3 separate regions of the Zea mays genome follow, and all the other regions are linked to region 1. Evidence: chromatin contacts called from public Hi-C data. All regions are on one chromosome and are shown on one strand. Each heading gives the region's core, a stretch centred on a gene start, on an enhancer-like site or on the middle of the called end of the contact. The rest is flanking DNA. Distances are from core to core; before and after follow the strand shown. Region 1 holds the start of LOC100216585. Region 2 has its middle 19 kb from the start of LOC100273753. Region 3 holds the start of LOC100284467.

The links. A called contact is a pair of places that touch in the nucleus more often than the background predicts.
Region 2: a Hi-C map of endosperm shows a contact between it and region 1, with 1.7 times the contacts expected there. The contact joins the enhancer-like site here to the promoter of LOC100216585 in region 1. A contact is called at or near these places in 2 of 25 Hi-C or Micro-C datasets (ear and endosperm).
Region 3: a contact with region 1 is called in a Hi-C map of tassel, with 2.7 times the contacts expected there. The contact joins the promoter of LOC100284467 here to the promoter of LOC100216585 in region 1. A contact is called at or near these places in 3 of 25 Hi-C or Micro-C datasets (ear, endosperm and tassel).

Annotation. Positions count from the first base shown.
Region 1 is chr1:12,615,774-12,620,653 of Zm-B73-REFERENCE-NAM-5.0, forward strand. LOC100216585 reads left to right here and starts at 1,391. Exons shown (of 7, transcript NM_001326534.1): 1 at 1,391-1,601; 2 at 3,504-3,615; 3 at 3,706-3,800; 4 at 3,917-4,031; 5 at 4,152-4,276; 6 at 4,639-4,709; 7 at 4,856-4,880. The coding sequence starts at 1,584.
Region 2 is chr1:12,896,978-12,901,632 of Zm-B73-REFERENCE-NAM-5.0, forward strand. No RefSeq gene overlaps it. Among protein-coding and RNA genes, the nearest start is that of LOC100273753, 19 kb to the right of the region's middle. Within about 2 kb of position 3,149, at least 18 of the 20 cell types and tissues checked have an H3K27ac peak or open chromatin away from gene starts, as enhancers often do. A contact at or near this core is called in ear and endosperm, where this site is marked.
Region 3 is chr1:12,944,204-12,948,967 of Zm-B73-REFERENCE-NAM-5.0, forward strand. LOC100284467 reads left to right here and starts at 2,841. Exons shown (of 2, transcript NM_001371998.1): 1 at 2,841-3,380; 2 at 3,487-4,614. The coding sequence starts at 3,042. The coding sequence ends at 4,050.

The DNA of each region.
Region 1 (4,880 bases), core at 141-2,640:
GCGAGAGCTTAGTACTATCCGTGTATATTAATTAACTTTGCCAGGACGGTGCTGCATGCGTACGGTGCTGCATGCGTGCGTGCGTACATGCATGCATTCCATCAGCAACGTTGTTCGTCGTCCAATCCAGTTTCCCGGTCGTCGTCGTATGGCTATCGGGAAAAAAAGAAGTCATTGTGCATGCATGTACGTACGTATATGTATGTCTCTGCGCTGTTTCATGACACATGCATGCCCAGGATCACCGTGCTGCGCGTATAGTACAGAACAAAGGACCCTTTTTTGTATTTATAGGGTCGTGCGCGAGATCATCACTAATACATATGAATCGTGCTTTATACAACTAGACGGAAGAAGTTGGAATGAATAGGCGCTAGAACAAAATTTGCTGCACAAGCCCGCGGTGAGAGAAAAGTCCGGTGACAGATTCAGAATATATATGCTATCAGCTATTGGGAGAAGTTTACGCGCATCAAACTTGGCCAAGAATCTCTGGACAAGGGACCTGCTACTGCAACTGCAAGGAGGAAGACAGAGGCGTACTAAAATACTTTTGCGCGGCATGTGGTCGCCGTGCCTCAGTAGAAATGACAGAAAGCATGGAAATGCCACCGCCCCCCCCCGTCCGTCCACACACAAGGGTCGAATCGAGGAGCTGTACTAGTACTGCTTGGCTGCTTGCTACAGCAGTCTGCAAGCAACCGCTGTTCTAAAAGAAAGGAAAGGAAAGGAACGAACCGCCCAAACGTGTGTAGGCCCGCCTTTTGCAGACTGGCTGGCCCGTCAAAGGCCTGTGGCACTACATGGTTTGGGCCTTCTTTTTTTTGTGTTGCTAGCCGCCGGGGTCAAGTTCCGTCTCTTTCTCCTTCCAATCCCCCCCCCCGCTAGTGTGTAGCGATTCTGCTTCGTGCTTACGTCATCGATGACCCATTCCCGGTGCAAGAACAAATGCGCCGTTGGCCTGGCCCGCATGACTTCGAGCTGATTATCGTGCGTGAGTCATGACCTGCCCGGGCGGAGGGAGGCGCGGCGCAACGGACTTCATGCTGCCACCCGCCGACCCGCACCTCACCGGCTCACCTACACCCTCCTCTTCGTTCGTCTCTTATCCATGCAATGCATCGTCTGACCTTGCCTTTTGTCTTTTACAAACACTGCCATCAGCAAATCATGCTATTTTTATGCCGTCACGTTTCATGCAGCTATGTGTAAATAAATAAAACGTATATAACGCATTTTAATCATAGATCCCCGACGCAACAACAATTGCAGCCACACCCCCGCGGAGCCATCACCTTTCACTCTAATTAGAAACATCGACCTGCTCAACCCACCGAGGAATATAGACTGTTTTTTTTTCTATGTGGAAATACCAAGTAGTAGTGCCAAACGCTAAAAGGGTATGCATCTTAATTGATGAGCTGTGAGGGTGCAATCTACAAGAGTGCGGGTTCGCGTTCAGTCCAAGCTGAACATAAACGCAACGCAAGGCCCCTCGACGCAGATACCGCGCTCAGGAGCATTCGAGAAGCCGAAGAAAATTCGAAGACGAGGACCAGCTACACTGCGGACGGACTTCGGGCATGGAGGGCCAGTTCCAGGTACCGGCAATTCTCTGTCCTAAATCCATTCCCGTGTTCTTGTTCTTATCCTCGTGAGGCATCGAGGAATCGGGCGCCAGGAAAAAAAAATCATTGCTCTATTTCGGGCGTGTTGTTGTTGTTGTTGTTGTTGTTGATGATGATGATGCTTGGCCCTGGATACATGGGACTTACAATCCCTCCCCCGCATACTCGAGATGTTGGAGACTGTCCGCGCCGAATTAAACTTAGATTTGATCCGTCCCTTTCGGTTAGTTGGTTTCCCGGTTAGGGATTCGAAGCATGCGATCCCTTTCGATTAGTTGGTTTCCCGGCTAGGGATTCGAAGCATGCGAAAGTCGGATCTTGGAATAAGACCAGCTCTTGAACATGTGTTCTCAGTTCTCACCCGAGAAATTACACCCTGTACGAGTAATCGAATACATAGAAGGTGCAGTGATAGCCTTCTAAGTTAAATGGTCGGAGTTATTGAAAATTGTGATTTGGTTATTATCACACAAAAATCTTCGCACGGCCGTTACCGTACACGCACAAGTCCTGTTTCTTGGGAAGTTGCAGTGATAGCATAAACGGCTTCTTCTATGGATTGAAGTGCAGCAGTCCTGCGGCTCTGCAGCCGAATAAGCCGTATAATTTAGAGAGCATTTGGTTCTCACGATTTTCACTTGGGTTACTTGTTCTAGTCTTTTATACTGTATATAATTTAGAGATCGTTTGGTTCTCACGAATAATGAGTATCCGGTTGACAGAACCGAACACAGCTAATTTTTTTTATCTTGGATATCGTGCTCCAAAGAAACTATCCACCGTTACGAAGCTCTGAGTGGATTGTCTCGGTTTACGTGCGTGGTTGGGATTCTTGTAATAACCAAACACGGCGCCGTTCCATCCCTGAGTGGATTGTCTCGGTTTACCTTAAAAGGCATCCTATTATGTCGTACAAGTACAACTATGTTTCTTGTGCTCAATTCAGACTAGGTCTGTCAATACCATAAGCATAAATCCCTGAGATCGATCCTAGTAGGTTAATGTCCTGTGTCCTCACTGCCAGATGAACACATGGATTGTAGCCTTGAACAGTGTGAGAATAGTAGCTCAATATGTATTTTGTAGTTTTAGTTGGGCCTTTTTTAAGGCAGCGAGAATGTTTGACGACCATTTGGGTCTTATGGGTGTTTGGTTCCTACCTCCTAAACTTTAGTCAAACTTTTAATTCCTAAACTGCCAAACAATATGACTAAAGGAGGCCTCTCAAATATAAATTCTAGAGACTAAAGGTTAGTTCCTAAAGTTTAGCAGGGTGACTAAAGAACGAAACACCCAATATGACTAAAGGAGGCCTCCCAATATGACGACTTTTAAAGCAAACTAGTAGAGTGCCCCGTGCCTCTGTGGCCCCCTGTGTTCCACAGCAAATATGATGGTTATTTCGTGTTATTACTAAGCTTTGTATAGTATTTCTTTTATAAGTCATATATCTCTGTGCTTGTTTTAGTTTTAGAATTGCGATTCATACAAAATGGGTTGCGATTTTATACTGCTTGGTCATGGCTCTTTTTTTCGGCAGCTACTTGGTGTTGTTTTGTTGGGTCCAACGTGGACTAGGTTCGTTCAGATTGTAGAAAGATATCAATGAAATCAATCCTAAGAGCTCAGTGTATTGAGCTGCCTTGGTTGAATTCTAGTGTTGACTGATCCAATATGCATAGCTCAATTTGTCCTATTCTCTTTTATGCACATGTCATAATTCTGCATTGGCTATGAGTTATGGCATCATAAATTTTGATGCATACATTTCACAACATGCTATTGGGTGGTCATGGTTCCTTTGTCTGAACATGCTTGTGCTTGCCATATTATGCATTCCGACATTATATCGTTGAATGGTTATTTCCATCATAGGTTGGCAAGGAGGAGGTCATCCAAGCATGGTACATGGACGACAGTGAAGAGGACCAGAGGCTTCCTCATCATCGTGAGCCCAAAGAATTCATTCCTCTCGACAAACTTTCCGGTTTGTACATGCCCTGCTCTAGTCCTGAGCCCATATGACATCTTCATATACTAACTGATGCTGAATGCTACTACCATCATGGACATCCAGAACTAGGAATATTAAGCTGGCGCCTAAATGCTGATGATTGGGAGAATGATGAGAACCTCAAGAAAATTCGTGAAGCCAGGGGTTACTCTTACATGGTTTGCTAATAAGTTTATTTTTGGGCACTTGTTGTTTTGTTACTCTACCTTGAGTAGCAAGGTCAATACCTATTCAAAGATTCAGACTAGTATGATAAGCATTTTTCCTTATGTAGGACATTTGTGATGTGTGCCCAGAGAAGTTGCCAAATTACGAGGCTAAGATAAAGAATTTCTTTGAAGAACACTTGCATACTGATGAAGAGATACGATATTGCCTTGAGGGTAGCGGTAGGTGCCTTTGTTTTGCATCTGGAGGCGTTTTTTTTGAAGACAGAAAATCTAATAGTCAGCAGGTTTTCTTTCTAGTTACTGTCGATGTTTAATCGTTTTTACACTTATGTTCTCAAGGCTACTTTGATGTGAGGGACCAAGATGATCAGTGGATCCGTGTAGCGGTAAAGAAAGGGGGCATGATCGTTTTGCCTGCAGGAATGTATCATCGCTTTACGTTGGATAGTGACAACTACATCAAGGTATCTTTGACTTCTTTCTCTGTTCACACTATGAGTTTTGTTCTTTTTAACTCTGGTAATTGTTGATTAGATGATGATACCTTTTCTTTGTGAAGCCGTTTATGCCATTCATTTACTCTTGATTTAGTCGGCTACACTTATTTTAAGTGGAAGGTAGTAGTTCCTGTTTAGTTTTAGACTTTTAGAGGGCGTTTATCTTGTCCCTGTCGTGTGATTGTGTGATTGTGCGTGTTATATCATCTTTGCAAATTTTGGCGTTCAGTCTTCTGTTACTTTCTTGTCTTAAGTCTTCTGTAAACAAGAACCAGCTAAATAACGACGCTGCTGCATTGTGGATTTTTTTTCCTGCTATGATTCCTCAGGCAATGCGTCTATTTGTGGGTGAGCCTGTCTGGACACCATACAATCGTCCGCATGACCATCTCCCGGCTAGGTATGATCCTGCGTCTGAAGCCTAAAGCTGGACTGCTGGAGCATTGTTGTGTCCCATTCTCTCTTTCTTGGATTCTCTCGCTTCCACTTTCGTTATTCTCTGGTTCCTGTTGGCTTTAACAAAACGGAACATTCGCATGGTTTCAGGAAGGAGTACGTCGAGAAAATCATC
Region 2 (4,655 bases), core at 1,899-4,398, 280 kb after region 1:
ACCGGACACTGTCCGATGTGCCACCGGACAGTCCGGTGCGCCAGACCAGGGAGCCTTTCGGGATGCCTCTTTGCTCCTTTGTTGAATCCAAAACTTATCTTTTTATTGGCTGAGTGTGAACCTTTTACACCTGTATAATCTATACACTTGGGCAAACTAGTTAGTCCAATTATTTGTGTTGGGCAATTCAATCACCAAAATTTAATTAGGGACTAGGTGTAAGCCTAATTCCCTTTCAGCTAACATCCGTAGAGAGCACACTTTAGTTTGGTGACAATAGGAGTTTCCATTAACATACTAGTGGCGTCGATAAAGCATGCCATGGATGCACCATGAGGGCCCAGATTACAATATCTAGTCTATACCCTTGAGCACCCAATAGTGTCATTCCCTAGTGTTTTTGCAAAGCATCAACTAGCATCTATATTGAACAACTCATGCTACACCTAGATGCCAGTGGAGGCAAATCTTGAAGGCCTTCAGCCAGCGCCATAGTTTCTACCAGAAGCACTAGAGGAGGATATGTTATGGAGTCAATGATGAAGTTATTTAGGTTTTATAGCCCAACCATGAAGCATAAAGAGAAAATAATAGTCAAGATTCATGACCTACATGAGTTACGAGCATAACAGTTTGGTGGATGAGACAAGGCACTTTGGATTCCCAAACTCAAATATCTTTATCTATAATAGGACTTAATAGCACACAGTAACTAAAAGCCTGAAGTATCTACTCATGTGTAGATACCTAGGGGGTTGAGCCCTAGGGAACACAACTTGACAAACCTTTAGCTTGAAGGCACCCAAAGGATTGAGCATTGGACTGGCTTGCCATTGAAGTCTTTTAGGGGTTGTTGTTGTATAAACTCAGTATACCACGCCACTCGAACATCATCCCATTACCACAAGGGTGGGCCAAAGTTGTTCAAGATGAGGCCTAGTCAAACTAAGATACATCATTAGACATGCAGAACAAGTGACCTAATGTATAGAGTTTAGTCGTCGACTTCTATGGGATATGGTAGTTATTGTTCTTAGATTTTCTTGTGGTTAAATAGAAAACATATCTACAAATCAATCGAGATGTTGTAACCCTACCCTATGGACTATATACGACGAGGTAGAGAGCCTCCGATCGACATTGTGACATACTCAGTGCTATGCTGCATAGACAACTAGTCTTAGACAACACCTTATAAACTCGAGCATATAAGATAAGAGATTTATTTGCAATTGGACGTATGATATCCTATAACTAAACCAGTATAAGTTTACTTCACGTTTGTTGTCCTTCTAATTCCTTGTATCTGATAAAGTGATCTTTGTTATCAGAGCAAATAGTTTCCTCAGACCGTTTGGTCAAAATACTAAGACAACCAATTAAGCAGAGGCGGATTTGGGCCCCGGGCCACCTGGGTTGTGGCCCGGGGCGCAGCCCAAAAGCCCTCTTGTATATAGGTTTTTTTAGCTAAAAAATCTTGGTTAAAATATATTTCAGCCTAAAAATGTGGTCCAAAAGACCTCCTGCTTGCAGCGATTGAGCCTGGCACTGGCGGCCTTCCTCAGTCGCTCAAGTCACGAGAACACAGGCTCTTCCAATTATTTCGTAAACATGTGTGGCTGAACTTCCTATGTTGCCAGCGGCACGACCGCCTCCCTCAAGTCCTTTATCATTCTCCACGCCTTTGGGATCCACAGATCTGGCAAGGGCATAAGCCAGCAACCTTCGAGGTAGCCGGGGGGCTCTGACTCAGGCATCTACCACCGCAAGTCCGCCTCCAGCCTCCCTGCAACCCTGCAGCAGCGACGCGCGCGCGGCCTGCACTGGCACCACGCCACCACCCATGCAAATCCGCCCCTACCATTACATCTTCTCCCAAGCTATACAACTTCCTCAATCTGATTCTCTTTTTTCTTATTCATAGGCGAGGGCGGAGCGCTTCCCTGGCCAATGGGCAGCGACTGTCTGCTGCCATGTGCCCGTGATTCTCCCCTATTGTGAGTAATTATTCCTGAATGTCTGGTCCCCTTTCCCTACCTGTCATAGTTCCACTGAATTGTTTTAAATGTTACTACCCCGTTATTAAATTTGTAGAGTGACCCGGTGCGTTAATTTTATGGAGCTCCGCCACTGCAATTAAGTGCGTAGATTTTAAACCTTGAACCTACCTAACATAGGTTCCCATCTCACTTATCAAGAATCAAACTTTAAAATTTTGATTGGATATTTTTGTATTATCAACATTTGTATCTCTAAATACATCTGTTACAAAAAAAAAATATAATAAATGTAGTGCTAGTTATTACACATCATAAAATATCAAAGAAATTTTATAAGTTTAGTTAAATTTTAAAAAAAATAAAAACAAAATGTGCACTTATTTGAGAACTCAGTTGGTTTGGACCTAGGGCAGCGTTCGCAGATACGACTGCACGAATCAGTGTAGCGGCCATGGCCATGGCACCAGAGAGGAATACTAGACCTGAAGATACTCCAGATGTTGAGTCGTTCACGTGAACGGTAGGAGCTAGCTGCAGCGAATCGGAGGGTGCAGTGCAGGTCGCAGGCGGCAGATGGGATCGGAGACTGTGACGCGTGATGACCTCAGGACGGAATGTGAGCTGAGCATGTGTCTACATCGATCTTTGGACTACATGCATGAACAATGCCTTTTGCTTGCATGGCCCGTTGAAAGTGAAACTGAAAGTTGGAGAGCTTACGATATTATTACTCCCCTTATCCTCGCATAATTGACGCAATAATATTTATATCAGTTAATTTTTTTAGTTTTATTGAAAAAAAATTATTAACAATATTTACATCCTAAAAAGTTTAAAATAAATTTAAAGATTTACAACATGCATGTAGTACACGTCGCGAGCAGTAATTTCCCTCTTTCTCTTTCGATATGATACCACCGTTATTCGTGGACTGGGGAAAAGATAAATCCAGCAGAGCTAGCGAGAAGACGAGTTGTTGCGTCTGCGTCATGGATCGTCTCGGTCCTGCTCCTGCACTAGGCAACAGGTGTCTTTATTTCGCGGCCAGTCGAAGAAATGGATATCCGGCCATGCATGGATTGGACTTGGACCACCACTAGAAGCTTTATGTGCATGGCGCCAAAGAAGGGCACCGATATACAAGTGACGGATCGTCGGCGCGCGCTGCCCGGCCATTTGCATGCCTGCGTCATGCGTCGTATGCATGCATAGGTAGATCAGATGGCCCCAGATTTGGCCAAACTGTGGATGGCTACATATGTCCAAGCCACGAGAAGCTGTCCCGTCGTCGATGGCGTACGTAGCTACAGTATAGCAGGAGCAGCCAAGCCGATCGAGCAGACGAGGCCTCTCTGTCTGTCTCTCTCTCTCTCTCTGCCTCCTCGCACCGCACGCCACCGTCCCTCCCTCCTCCGCTCCGTCGTCTCGCTCCCGCTCTCTCTGCCGTCGTTTGCCGTGCCGTGCCGCGTGTGCGCGCCAACTGCCAAGTATATGCATGCGCGCGCACGTAACCTAACGCTCGATCGACCGGCCGTGTCCGCGCCTGATGCCTGCCTGCCTGCTCTGCGTCGTCGTCGTCGTGCGTGGCCATCCATGTGCGCGGCGGCAGGCACGTACACGGCACCGGCGCGCGGTGCATGCACGCGTGCTGCATCAAATAAGGCCGGCCGCGACCGGGGTACGTGTAGATAGTACGTGCGCTTGTAGAAAGCTTGCTGGATGCATATGCATAGGAGATAGGAAAAGCTAGCTAGATACCAGCCAGGCACTCCTATCTCCAAAGTCCAAACTCAATACTTCCTGAAAAATTCTTCTTACCACAGAGAAATTAAAGTAATCATTTTTACCTCCTTGTTGGAACTACAAAATTCCATTCGAAAAACTCGTAGCCTGCCTGATGGACTTGTAGGACTTCTGGAGGCCGGAGGCGAAAGAGATATGCAGGCAGATAGCATATACTGGGTACGCAGCGCTGGGGATTGCAAGGTGCAGTTGCATCACTCACACCGTCACACGCACAGTCACATGAGCGGGCCGCATCATGACCTCGTCATCGTGTGCTCACCACCACTGCTGCCTGCCTACCAGTACCAGCAGGCTCCACAGCTCAGCTCGATCGTATCACTCACACGCACAGTCACATGCATGCGTGCACTCACCTGTCAGTCACAGCTGCTGCGGCCTGCGTACGGATCGATGCGCGCGCCGGCCCGTGTATTGCAACTGCAGTTGCAGCTTGCGCGGCAGCGTATAGTAGGACTACTCGGTGCGTACCAGTAGTACCTGCAGTGCAGTGCTGGCTTTGGCCTGTGTGTGCATGTGCATGTGCATGTGTGGTCGTGTAATAAGCCTGGTACTACTACACGTACGTTACGTACCCACTGTCAGCTGACATATATGCATGGCCTACTTATGGCGCTACTCCGATGATATATCGATACATGAAACACGCGCGCAGCCTGCCTGCCATGCGCACACGCAGTCGTCGCGACGCACGGAACGAGACTTCGCTTAGCACGCTGCGTCACGTATTAGACGTGCCGATCGATGTGTGCTAGATCGTCGGACAGACACGCATGCATGCAGGGTGGTGCAGCTAGCAAGGTGTAGTAGCTAGCACTGCTAGTAGGGCACCGTGGTCGTGCCGGGCCGTCT
Region 3 (4,764 bases), core at 1,591-4,090, 330 kb after region 1:
GTTGCTGCTATCATGTTATGCAAGTCTGAACCATTAAATATGGTAGCATAAATACGAGTAGGAACCAATTACCCTTCCAGCGAACATGACGCTGGCCCACCTTCTCCCATCCAAACTCAACCCCACCACGTGCGCACCTTGTGTTTACGCAAAACATAACACGTGTTTACACATGCATAAACGTGCCCCACAATTGGGCGGACGCCCATGACCCACTGGCCCGACCTGACCATGCGTGTGACCACTACCCTGGCTGGGGCTTCACATGCCTATCGAAAGACCTAGGCTTCCATTACCGACAATATATATATATATATATAAAATTTAAAATAAAAATATAATCACGTTTGAACCTATATAATATATATAAATTGTAGCGATGTAGGATAACTAACTAGTTAATAATTGTAGAAAAGGGTTTCAATCCTGGCCAGTGGCCACGGTGGCCCAATGATTCACAGTTCCATAGCCGGCCTAGTCGTTGTCGACGGGCCCAAATTGACGCCGGGCCTGAGGCCACGAGCACCTAGAAGGACCGTAGGAGCCCACTTGTCATGGCAGTGTGGTTATGTGCCACCGCATGAGATGAGAGACCTACTACAGTCATCCACAATCAAGCCTCTCGTCAAGTCTCGTCTACTGTAGGAAAGGCGAAACCACACCTGCGCGCTCACAAGATCTGTCGGCTCTCTCTCTCTCTCTCGCTCTTGATTACAAAAAAAAAAAATGTTCGCGACCAGCTCCATCTTTCTCAAAAGATAAATGAACTCCATCCACCTCTTGACGCATGTTCTTCTTTGCACCAGTGACCCAGTGCCGGATCAGCATGCCTCGGATCAAAAAAGGGTCGCGTCGCCAGCCAGTCGCGCTACACCATGGCCTGGGCCGAACCAGGACGAACACATCTGCAGTGCAGCGCAGTACAGGACAGCGGAGGCGGATGGCGACGATAATTTCCTGTGCGATGATTCTTTCTTCCGCGGACAAGTGCGTCCCGCGTTTTGGTGTCGTTGCACAGCTTTGGATCCGAGCGAAGGGGAGGGGGGGTGGCCCACGCCACGAGCGAGAGTCACAAGCGTACCTGCGGACCAACCAGGAGAATCCTTGATACAAAGCTTATCTGACGGACGGCCGGGGAGGTTACACCTAACATGAATCCCGGATGGGGGGAGAGGGACCACCAGCGGACGATGGCGTAGCCCGCCCCCTCCGGCCTCCGTCCATCCCGGTCAGTCGCTCGCACGCAAACGCAAGCGCAATGATCCGGTACGGTGCTGATCTTTTCCCCATCTGCCGGGCCGCGGCGTACCAAGCAGGCGCATGCACAGCAGCTACGTACGTACGCGCACCATGAGCGCGGAGAGCACCCCCCAGGCCCAGCAGCAGCACAGCAGTAGGCGGACCCGACCCAGTCGAGGCGACGCCGACGCCGACGTGCCGCCCACCGCGCCCGGTCACGCTCGGCATGCAGCAGCAGCAGCAGCAGCTAGCAGGCCCATGATTCCGCCCCGGGCGGGTGAAATGATCGAGCGACCTACCACGGCTGCGTCGCTTCCTGCCTGCCACTCGAGTTCATTGCTTGCTCGCGCAGGGCGGGGGACCGGGGGCAAGCGCCTTGTCGCCTATTGCCCTATTGCCGAAGCAAGCGACGCCTATTGCCCTATTGCCTGCCCGGGGAAAACGCGGTGCTCCCCTTCCCCACGGCTCACGCGTCGCTCGCTTCGCTTGTGCGGCCGCAGCTGGGACGGGATAACCACAAGACAAAAACCACCGGGACACACCAAGGCGCTCAGGCGGCATGGAATGGAATCATCCATTCCGTGTGCGTGCAGCCAGCGGCGCTATCCTTCCTCCCCCCCCTTGCTGCCTTGCTGTTTGCTGCTGCACGATTCGCTGCTGGATCCGTGGGCAAGCAAGCTAGCGCCGGGCCACAAGCTTCCGCAACCGATTGGTTCTGGGCGCCGGGGCGGGGGCTTCGGCTTCGGCCTTCGGCCAACCTGCCTGCCTCCTACCAGTATCCATGGCTCCGGTCATTGCAACCCCGGCCCGCCCAACCTGCCTGACTCCCATCGAAGCTTGGACGCCAAGCATTGCCGCCGCGTCCCCTGTCACCGGCTCACCGCGCTTGCCTCCCAGTTCCACGATCAGTGGGCGTGGATACCAAGTACATATATTATGATTAAACGCTGGACATTACTTTCTTCGCCTGCATGTTTGCTGAACGAAGGGCGTTTCGTTTCTAGAGAAAGATATCGATTGATGAGCCTTCGTTACTAGTACATATTACTAGTATATAGTAGTATATTACTCCAACAACAAACACACGTCGAGGTAATGACGCCTCTCTTTCATCATCACTAACTGGAGCAATAATTGGAGCACCACAAATACCTTTAAACAAATATCAGTGTTATATTTTTTTAAAAAAAAGAAGAAGTACGGAGTATATATAAAACTACTGCTATCAGTATTGATCTGACCTGGCCCCACAGGAAAACGCGCCTACCACCTCCCGCCCTGGTAGTAGTCTGCATTCTGCAAAAGATCTGCACAGCACAGGCATGCGGGCTGGTCACGCCGATCGGTGCCGCGGCCGCCGTCTCCCCCCACCCTGTCACCTGATAAATACCCAAACCACCCCTGCTCTCCGGAGACATCAGCGGCTTTGCCACTGCACGCAGCGCGCCACGCCACTACAGGCCACGAGAGGGCAGCTAGGTCGTTTCGCACGGGAGACCACACCGCGGTGGACACGTAGGATAACGTTCGCGTTCCCGTCCGGCACGTCACCGGCCGCGCCTCCTTTAAAACCCGGTCCCCCTCCTCGTGTTCTTCTTCCCAACAGATCAAGCCTAGCAGGAAATAAAAATCTGTAAGAGAGAACAAAAAAAAAGGAGTCAATCGCCGGCGACGGGTACGGGTGTGTACGCCTGAGGCGATCGGCAGAGAAGACCGAGACCGACGGCTCCAGTGCCGCTGTGCCACTGCCAGTCTGCCACAGCCAGCCGCCTAGCTTGATCCGCCTTTTGTGCTGTGCGGATATGAGGGCCGCGCAGATCGATCCGTCCCCCGCGGCGCCGCCCAAGTCGCGGCTGAAGCGCCTCTTCGAGCGCCAGCTGCTGCGGGTCTCGCCGGCCGAGCGCCTCCCGTCGGCGCCTCCCGGTGGCGGGGACAAGGATGAGCTGCCGGAGCCTAGCTCGCTGTGCCTGGACGGCATGGTGCGGAGCTTCCTGGAGGACGGCGGCGGCGGCGGCGGAGCCGAGCGGGCGGCAGCGGCCGCGCGGTGCTGCAACTGCTTCCACGCCGGCGACACCTCCGACGACGAGGACGGCCCGGCTGCCGCCGACGCCGCGGCCGCTGACATCGCGGAGACAATCAAGGTAGTCGGCGCAGCAGTACAGTACAGTGCTGCCGTACTGGTGGCTTCTTTCTGAATTGTTAGCGTCCTCCTTCCCGAGGGAGACTGAGGACCTCGCGTGCGTGCAGGGGCTCGTCCACTGCGCCAGCCTCCGGGAGCGCAACCTGCTGGCCGACGTGTCGACGCTGGTGGAGCGCCACCGCGCGTCGGGGGCGCGCAAGCGCGACCTGCTCCGCCTGCTGGCGGGGTCCCTCCGCGCGGCGGGCCACGACGCCGCGGTCTGCCTCTCCCGCTGGGACAGGTCGCCGTCCCACCCCGCCGGGGACCACGCGTACCTGGACGTGCTCCTCCCGGCCGCGTCGGAGCGCGCCGGGCGCGAGCGCGTGCTGGTGGACGTCGACTTCCGGTCCGCCTTCGAGGTGGCGCGGCCCACCAAGGCGTACCGCGCCGTGCTGCAGCGTCTGCCGCCGGTCTTCGTCGGGCGGGACGACCGCCTGCGCCTCCTCGTGGCGGCCGCCGCCGACGCGGCCCGCGCCAGCCTCAAGAAGCGCGGCCTCCACCTGCCGCCGTGGCGCAAGCCCGAGTACATGCGCGCCAGGTGGCTTTCCCCCTACGACCGCGAGGCTCCGCAGCCCGAGGCCAGCACCGGTGAGCTCGCCGGCGACGGCGAGGGAGGTGGGCCCACTGCTTAATCACCGAGGTCGTTTTTGGAATTTCCTTTTTGCTCTTGCCCTTGGGGAATTTGCCGTGTGGTCCTTGTGTGCGTACAGGGACTAGACGCGAATGTCCTGCTCTGTTTGTTTTTTTCCCTTTTCACCCTTTTGATGGGGGTGTCTGTTTCGCCGCGCCGGAAGTCGTAGTACTGTAGTAGTAGTAGCTAGTGCTGGTAATGATGGAGAAGAGAAAGGACACACCAAAAAAAATTGCAGCTTTATTAGATTGATGATGAGGTAAAAGAAAAAGGAGATTCCGGACAGAGACCCGTCGTTGTTCCAGGCAGCGGAACCTGACAGCGAAGAAAGAACCACGGAGATGCATGATTTGTTGCTCGCGATCCTGTATGATCTGTCTTCGTTCTGGAGAAGCCGCTCCCACCCTCGATTTGGATTTGGGATGGTGTGTCGGGGAAAGAGGTCGACGCATCGGAATCGCAGTAGCTCGCTTGCGGGATGGAAACGCCATTACGAAGTTGTTTATGCTGAGTTTGTTGTGCTGCGGGTTAATCTCAGGTGGGATAAAGTGGGGATCTGGTCAGCAAAGTGCAAGGGGTGGGATAGCAAGCGGGCGGGCTATCCTGTCGGATTCAACGAGATCGTTTTGCCCCCGCTACTATGAAAATTCCCCGCTCGCGGGTATCAATTCGTTTTGCGTGCGGCGGCTGCTGGAGAGGAAGACGTGTGACGGTG